Regions from separate parts of the Macaca mulatta genome. Here region 2 is linked to region 1. Evidence: chromatin contacts called from public Hi-C data. All regions are on one chromosome and are shown on one strand. The core of a region is the stretch at or near the end of the contact, and the rest is flanking DNA. Distances in the headings are between cores, read along the strand shown. Region 1 holds the start of HMGB2 (high mobility group box 2). Region 2 holds the start of SAP30 (Sin3A associated protein 30).

Region 1 (3,465 bases), core at 598-3,097:
TTAAAAATACATTTTAAAAGTGTAATGCATTAGTGTCTCACTAACTGATATTAGAATAAAGTAGTATGAATTACTTGGTTAATTTGGATTTTTGGGTGTTTTTGTAACTGATTTTGTAGGTATTGCAACTTAAGGCAGAAAAGAGAATGTTATCAGCTAAGGATTATGCTTAACAAAATTCTGGAACACTTAAATACAAGAAAATACATTTTTTTCCTGTTTGAAAAACCGCCACTTTATTTTTTTTTGTGGTAAAACATACACAACATAAAAGTTACCATTTTACCCATTCCTAAATGTATAATTCACTGGCATTAAGTATACTCACAATGTTGGACAACCATTATCCATTTCCTAGGAAAATACATTTTTTTAAGATCTCATTTTTATTAGTAAACATAGATAAACAACTGCTGGTTTTCAAGTACTGTTATGATAACCATATATAAGCCAAAGAGCATAGTCTAACAAGTGCCAATGAACTTACGGAAAAATTAAGACAAAATATTTAAATTTCTTGAGTCATGCAACCTATATGTCAAAAGTGGGGGGAACCCCTCAAAACTAAATACCACAGAAATAGTACACCAGGATGTCAATTAAAGTCCTCTACCTTGGGAAAAGCAGCTTGTGACGCTGGTAAGCAGTAAGGTAAGGTAGCTTTGGCGCGCTCTCCCTATACTAACACGGAGGTTCTTAACCCGCGCTTGGAGGAGCCTGTAAAATGTGGCGATATGCCGTTTGGAGGATCTACGCAACTGGGGGTGGAGTAGGGAGCATGCATTGCTTTTATGCGAGTCTCAATTTTTAAAAACTATCACACTAGTAGGATGAGGCAGTGAATGCCCAGGCGAAGGCCAGGCCAGCCAAAGACAGGGAAGCCGCTGGACTCCGAGCTCCCGGCGCAGCGCTGCGGTGTGCGGCGTGGGGGCCCAGGCACTTGGGGATTGGAATTCCGGACCCGGCAGGAGGGGGCGGGGCCGGGGGGACAAGGCGCCGCCTCCGCCCCTTCGGGACCCGGAGGGTGCCCTTGTTTACCTCCCAGTATTTGTCACCCGAGACAAAGAGGGAAGGAAGGAGGGGCCTTCTGAGGGAAACTCCCTCGGCGGGAAGCACCTACTTTCAGAACGTTTTGTAACACCCCACGGGACGCGGCAACGGCTCCCTCCCGGCCCCCCGCGCCCTTTCCGAGGTTCCCTGCCTTGACTTCCCCGAGTTCTACGCCAACCTCAGCAACAGCGGGAGGAGCTGGGCAATCGGTTTTGCAGGGCAAACTCCAGGCTCTCCCCATTTATTATTCTCTGGGCGGCTCAGGGGAGACTCTGCAGGGCCACAGAGCAGAGCGACTACAGCTCCCAGGAGCCAACACTGCAGGGCTGAGCCGAGGCGGGAGACAGACAGGACCTAAATGGTGGTCGGAGGAAGGGCAAAGCGGACCTCTGCTGTTACCTTAGCGCCAGCAAACCGAGCCGCCGCCGTCGCCAAGCCAGGAGACCAACCCCCTGTCTCCCGACTAGGTTTTTTTAAATCTGGCGGGGCTTTCTCTCCCGAGCCAACCACTCCCACCGTTTACAGTCCCAGCCAGTCAGCGTGAGGCCCGCCATTTTTCAAACCCTCTTCCCGCCGCCAATCAGGATCGAGCAGTACATTCCTCTCCTGACCGGTTCTAACGGGTCTGGGAGTTAACGACCTGGGCGACCCACCGAACCTGCTAGGCTGGGGCGTGGAGGGCGGGTCTGGTAAGACCCTGACCAATCGTTAGCCGCCGTGGCAAGGGGGCGGGGACTATCTGGGTTTGAATAATCGTCAGAACCAATCAGAGAAGTGGGGATGTGGCCTGTGGCCTAGCTCGTCAAGTTGCCGTGGCGCGGAGAACTCTGCAAAACAAGAGGCTGAGGATTGCGTTAGAGATAAACCAGTTCACGCCGGAGCCTGGTGAGGGAAGCGTCTCTGTTGGGGTCGGCCGCTCTGCAGGACTCTGAGGAAAAGCTCGCACCAGGCAAGAATACCCTCCAATACCCTCGGGTTCGTGGACCTGCCTTTCCCCATTCCCTCAGAGCCTCTACTCGGTCTCGGCGCTGTGGCTCTCGGTGTCTGACCCGGCGAGCGGCATTTGGGGTGCGGGCCGGCGAGGGCCGGGGCTGTAGAGGGCCGGCGGGCAGTCAGAAGAGGCGGAAACTGCCCCCGCCCGGGCCCGGTTCTGGGAGTTTTCAATGTCGGTCACGAGGTGATTAGCGATTGAGTGAGGCTCGCGACGTGAAAGCCGGGGGACATTTCTGTCAGGAAAGGCGTCTTGAGGGCGCTTGCGGAGTCGCCGGACTAGTTGAAGGGCGGGAGGCGGCGTCTCGGGCCCCGGGAGCCACTTGCTGGGCGAGCGTGAGGAGTCGTCAGCCGCGGCCGCTCGGGCTGGGAGGAGGAGGAGGAGGAGGGTGTGCGCCGGGGCGGGGGCGCGGGCGGCCGCCCTCGGGAGGACGCCCTCGGGAGGAGGGGGGCGCGGGCAGGGCGGGAGCGGATTTGGGCGGGAAGCGGAGCCCCGCCAGCGCCCGCCCTGGCAGCTGCGGGCTCCGCACCGACCCGCCGGCTTCCCCTCTCCCCCCTCCGCCCCGTCAGGTGGACGCCGATCTGTCACCATGGGTAAAGGAGACCCCAACAAGCCGCGGGGCAAAATGTCCTCGTACGCCTTCTTCGTGCAGACCTGCCGGGAAGAGCACAAGAAGAAACACCCGGACTCTTCCGTCAATTTTGCGGAATTCTCCAAGAAGTGTTCGGAGAGATGGAAGGTGAGGCGGGAGAGGGGGTGCAGGTGTGGTTTTCGGCCAGGAGGGCCTTAGGCAGGTACGTAGTAGGCAACTCGAGAGCTTCAACTTTGCCACCCCCGATGACTCCCCTGAATATCTTAAGAGTTTGAGGCAGACGATTTTAGGTTTTTACTTACATTAAGACTTCGAAAGCAAAATGCAGTTAAGGAAAATGTGCTCCTTAAAGATGATCTTCTCGTCTTTGGGTGTTTATAAGTAACAATTTTGCCGTATTCTTGGCGCTTATTTTTATGTCCACAGACCATGTCTGCAAAGGAGAAGTCGAAGTTTGAAGATATGGCAAAAAGTGACAAAGCTCGCTATGATAGGGAGATGAAAAATTACGTTCCTCCCAAAGGTGATAAGAAAGGGAAGAAAAAGGATCCCAATGCTCCTAAAAGGCCGCCGTAAGTTTAAAATAAACCAAATTGCCCCTTGGATTTTTCCTTCAGTTTATTAAGCTCTGTTGCTTCCTTTCAGATCTGCCTTTTTCCTGTTTTGCTCTGAACATCGCCCAAAGATCAAAAGTGAACACCCGGGCCTATCCATTGGGGATACTGCAAAGAAATTGGGTGAAATGTGGTCCGAGCAGTCAGCCAAAGATAAACAACCATATGAACAGAAAGCAGCTAAGCTAAAGGAGAAATATGAAAAGGTACATTGTCAT
Region 2 (3,465 bases), core at 462-2,961, 38 kb before region 1:
AGAAGAGCATATTTTTGTAACATAATGTATGCTTTCCAGTCTTTCCAACTGAATGCCCAAATTATATTCCGGATACAAAACCATCCGTTTTTACAAATGAGCTATCGACTTCATAACTATATTTAAATTTCAGTTATCAACTTTTCTGAATATTAAATTAAATCAATGTATTTATTTATAACACATTTTCCCAAAGCAATCTGAAATTATGCAAGTTCACCTGAAAAGTTTCTCACGGATAACACTGAAAACTGTTTAAACGGGCAAAAAAGTATCACAAATAAACTTTTCAAAAACTTTAATTACACACACTCCTGCGAACTGTAGACTAACATTTGAAACAAATACGGACTGAGCTAACAGGCTTTTACATTTACTTCGAAGCCAAGCGCAAGATAAAAATACGCAGGACTTGTGGTAGGTTCTTGATACCATGTTATTCATTTACCGCTAGCCAGATCTCCCAAAAGTAGCAACGGCTGTTAGATGGTCAAACGAAAAGACGCGCAGGAGGAGGAAAAAAGAAATCCTGATGGCTGCCAAGGGGATGGCAAAACCGCAGAGGCTACGTGCTCCCCACCATCGGAGCAGCTGCCCTCGGAGCTGACAGCGCAAACGCCGTTTACAGCCCCGGCTCACTGCCAGGCGGCGGGCGAGCTCGGCTTCCCTCTCACTCCGCTCCGGAGGAGACGGAGCACAGAAAGGAACAGGATCTTCCTTGATCGCGAAGGTCCTCCACTTTCCCCTAGACCAGGGGAGTTAGCACCGCCTGGGGCCAAACACCAGCTTGGGCAGCGAAACAAAGGCGCCTCCATTCCAGAAGAGCTGCCGGGCTGCAAGAAAACTACTCTGGGCCCTCGGTCCGGCGGTCCCCTTTGTTTCGTGTCCTGGTCGCAGAGGAGAAGGAAGAGGGAAGACAGTGCGCGGGAGAGTCGCAGGCAGCGGGAGGCTGGGGGCAGGGTGGGAAAGAAAAGGGGAACGACAGCGTGCGTGTTGTGTGTGTGTTGGGGTGGCGGTCGGAGTTGCAGCGACTTTGTTATTTGCTTCCAAACACAGACTCCACGAGACCGCACTGCAGCCAGGTCTGGGAGACCCCGCCGACAATCCGTGCCTTTGCCCGACTCCTGGGGCCCCACCAGGGGACAGGAGGGCAGGGCGATCCCGCGGTTACTTACGCTCTTATCCAGCTCGATCTTCACCTTCTTCTGGGAGATGCTCTTCTGGATCCTCTTGCTGAAGCTGGCGTTGCCTGCCGCCCGGCCGCAGCGCTCACCATCCTCCCGCAGGCAGCACAGTTGCCCTGGGCCCGGCCCGGCCGCCCCCGGGGGCCCAGCCACTGAGACCGTCCCCGCGCCCGGCACCTCAGCCCCGGCGCCCGCGCCAGTCCCGTTCCCCGCGGAGGCGGCGGCGGCCGCGGCAGCGACTACGGCGGCCACTGCAGCGGCCGCATCTCCGCCGCGGCTCATCTCGTCAGGCGTGAAGCCGTTCATGTCTCCGAGCTCCCGAGCGCCGGCGCTGACACAAATCCCCTCTCTCCTGGCCGCTCCGCCTCTCTCCGCTCCGGCAGCGGCAATTCACTCTGTACACCAAGTTAGCGGCACGGTCAAACACCAACCGTCCCGGGCCTGCTGGTCTCTGCTGGCCCCGGAACAGTGGACAGTGCTGAGGGCCCGGACGCAGACTCTAGCGTCTTCTGGAGCCGGGACCCCGCTCACTGTCACATGGGGACTTCAGCAGTTGGACCGCTACGCCTCCGCCTCCCTCCGGCCCCCGGGACTGCGCAAGCGCGACGCGCCCCCTCCCGTCCCGCCCCTTTCTTTCAAACGCGCGGCCCCATGGGAATTGTAGTTGTCTGCTACGGAGTCAACCTGAGCTCCGCCCTGACCCTTCGCCCTGCGAGATGGAGGAACTACTAATCCTAGCATGCATAGCGCGGCCACGGACCCACTTTTTTTTTTTTTTTCAGTACCGGGAAAACAGGAGCGTGTGATTGGGGTTTACAGTGTTTTCTCTCTCTCTGTCTCTAGGGAAGTCGGGCTGTGTTTAGCTGCTGGGATTTCGTAGAATTGGGTTTCAGAGAAGTTACTCGATTCCTGAGGCGAAACATAAAGGGATGGGAGTGGTGTGGGAAGTGAGCGTGTGCGGAAAAAAAAGTTTCGAGGCCGTTTCGCATTTGTGGAAACACAGCTTTTGGTGTGACCGCGCTTTTGTGGGAAACCCAAACCAAGGAGAACTCAGGAGAATTGGCGCTCTTCGGTCCTGGAGGTTCCGCAGCTAACATCCCGGCTTGACCAACTATCGAGGCAGCAAATTAGTAGGGCACCTCCTGGGAGGAAAACGCCCATCCTGACTTTTCAACTGTGACAGGTCCCCCTCACAAACGCCTCGCGGGGGGCAGGGGGGCGTTTCTAAACCCTTGCATGTTCCTACAAGGGAAATGTGTTTATTCTTGGACGCACGGAGTTGGCCGCCTCCTGAGGTGGAGTACGGACCAGCTGACAACAGGGCTCCTTTTCACCTCCACGCCCAACCTTTTCCATTTCTCCTCAAACGGTTTTGGAGAAGGGCGGAGTCGTATCATTTTAAAGGAGACTTGGAACCTCACCAATACAAACGCTGCTCGACTGTTCCCAGAAACTTCCCTGCATTAGCTCTACCGGCGCGGGTAGTAGAAAGCGCATTTCCTGAGACCTGGCAGGCGCGTGCGCCCCTGCATGCTGCCCGCGTTTGTGCGCTCTTGCTTATATGTATGTGTTCGCGGGCGCGCGCGTGTGTACGTGTGTGTGCCCGCGTACGCGTGTATGTCCGTGCGTGCATGCGGGGGGAGGTGCTCGTGGAGGGCGGGGCGAGGGATGGGCGTGGCTAACACGAAAGCTGCGCCTTTACTAGTTACCACGCGTCATTATTTATCAGAAGATACACGCTGCTTAAACACAAATACGTTTTAAAATATATTTTAGGCAGTAGGGTTTTGTTTTGCAAGTTCTTTTAGTAAGTAAATTTAGTGATAAATAATTGTTTTTTCTTTTGAGACAGAGTTTCGCTCTGTCGCCCAGGATGGAGTGCTGTGTAGTGCAGTGGCACGATCCTGCAACCTCCGCCTCTCCGGTTCAAGCGAGTCTCCCGCCTCAGCCTCCCGTTACAGGGGCGCACCACCCCACCCAGATGATCTTTTAAAATGCAAAATGCCATCGACGCAGAAAATCAAAGGTATCCATTGCGTCTGTGCGTTTGGGTTCTAGGATATGACAAAGAAAAACAATTTAAATATTACATAAATTCAGTAGGAAAAAGAAAGATGCCGACTGATAAGTACTTTGTCTACCTCCTTAAGCTGCGCTGTCCGGTAGGCTGTGCTCTAGCCATATGTGGCTACTCAGCACTTGAAGTGTGGTTGAGACGGAAAAACTGAATCGTTAATTGAATTTCAATTAAACTAAAAACAAAAACGATACTCGATTTAAT

The links. Hi-C and Micro-C count contacts between places; a contact is called where the count stands out from the background.
Region 2: a contact with region 1 is called in a Hi-C map of liver, with 2.6 times the contacts expected there. The contact joins the promoter of SAP30 here to the promoter of HMGB2 in region 1. A contact is called at or near these places in 7 of 14 Hi-C or Micro-C datasets (CD4 T cells, blood, cortical neurons and 4 more).

Annotation. Positions count from the first base shown.
Region 1 is chr5:181,763,342-181,766,806 of T2T-MMU8v2.0, reverse strand. HMGB2 (high mobility group box 2) reads left to right here and starts at 1,847. Exons shown (of 5, transcript XM_015139530.3): 1 at 1,847-2,025; 2 at 2,611-2,780; 3 at 3,060-3,205; 4 at 3,279-3,453. The coding sequence starts at 2,631. LOC106998581 (a long non-coding RNA gene) reads right to left here and starts at 1,575. Exons shown (of 2, transcript XR_013417585.1): 1 at 1,450-1,575.
Region 2 is chr5:181,801,086-181,804,550 of T2T-MMU8v2.0, reverse strand. SAP30 (Sin3A associated protein 30) reads right to left here and starts at 1,711. Exons shown (of 4, transcript NM_001266332.1): 1 at 1,176-1,711. The coding sequence starts at 1,490.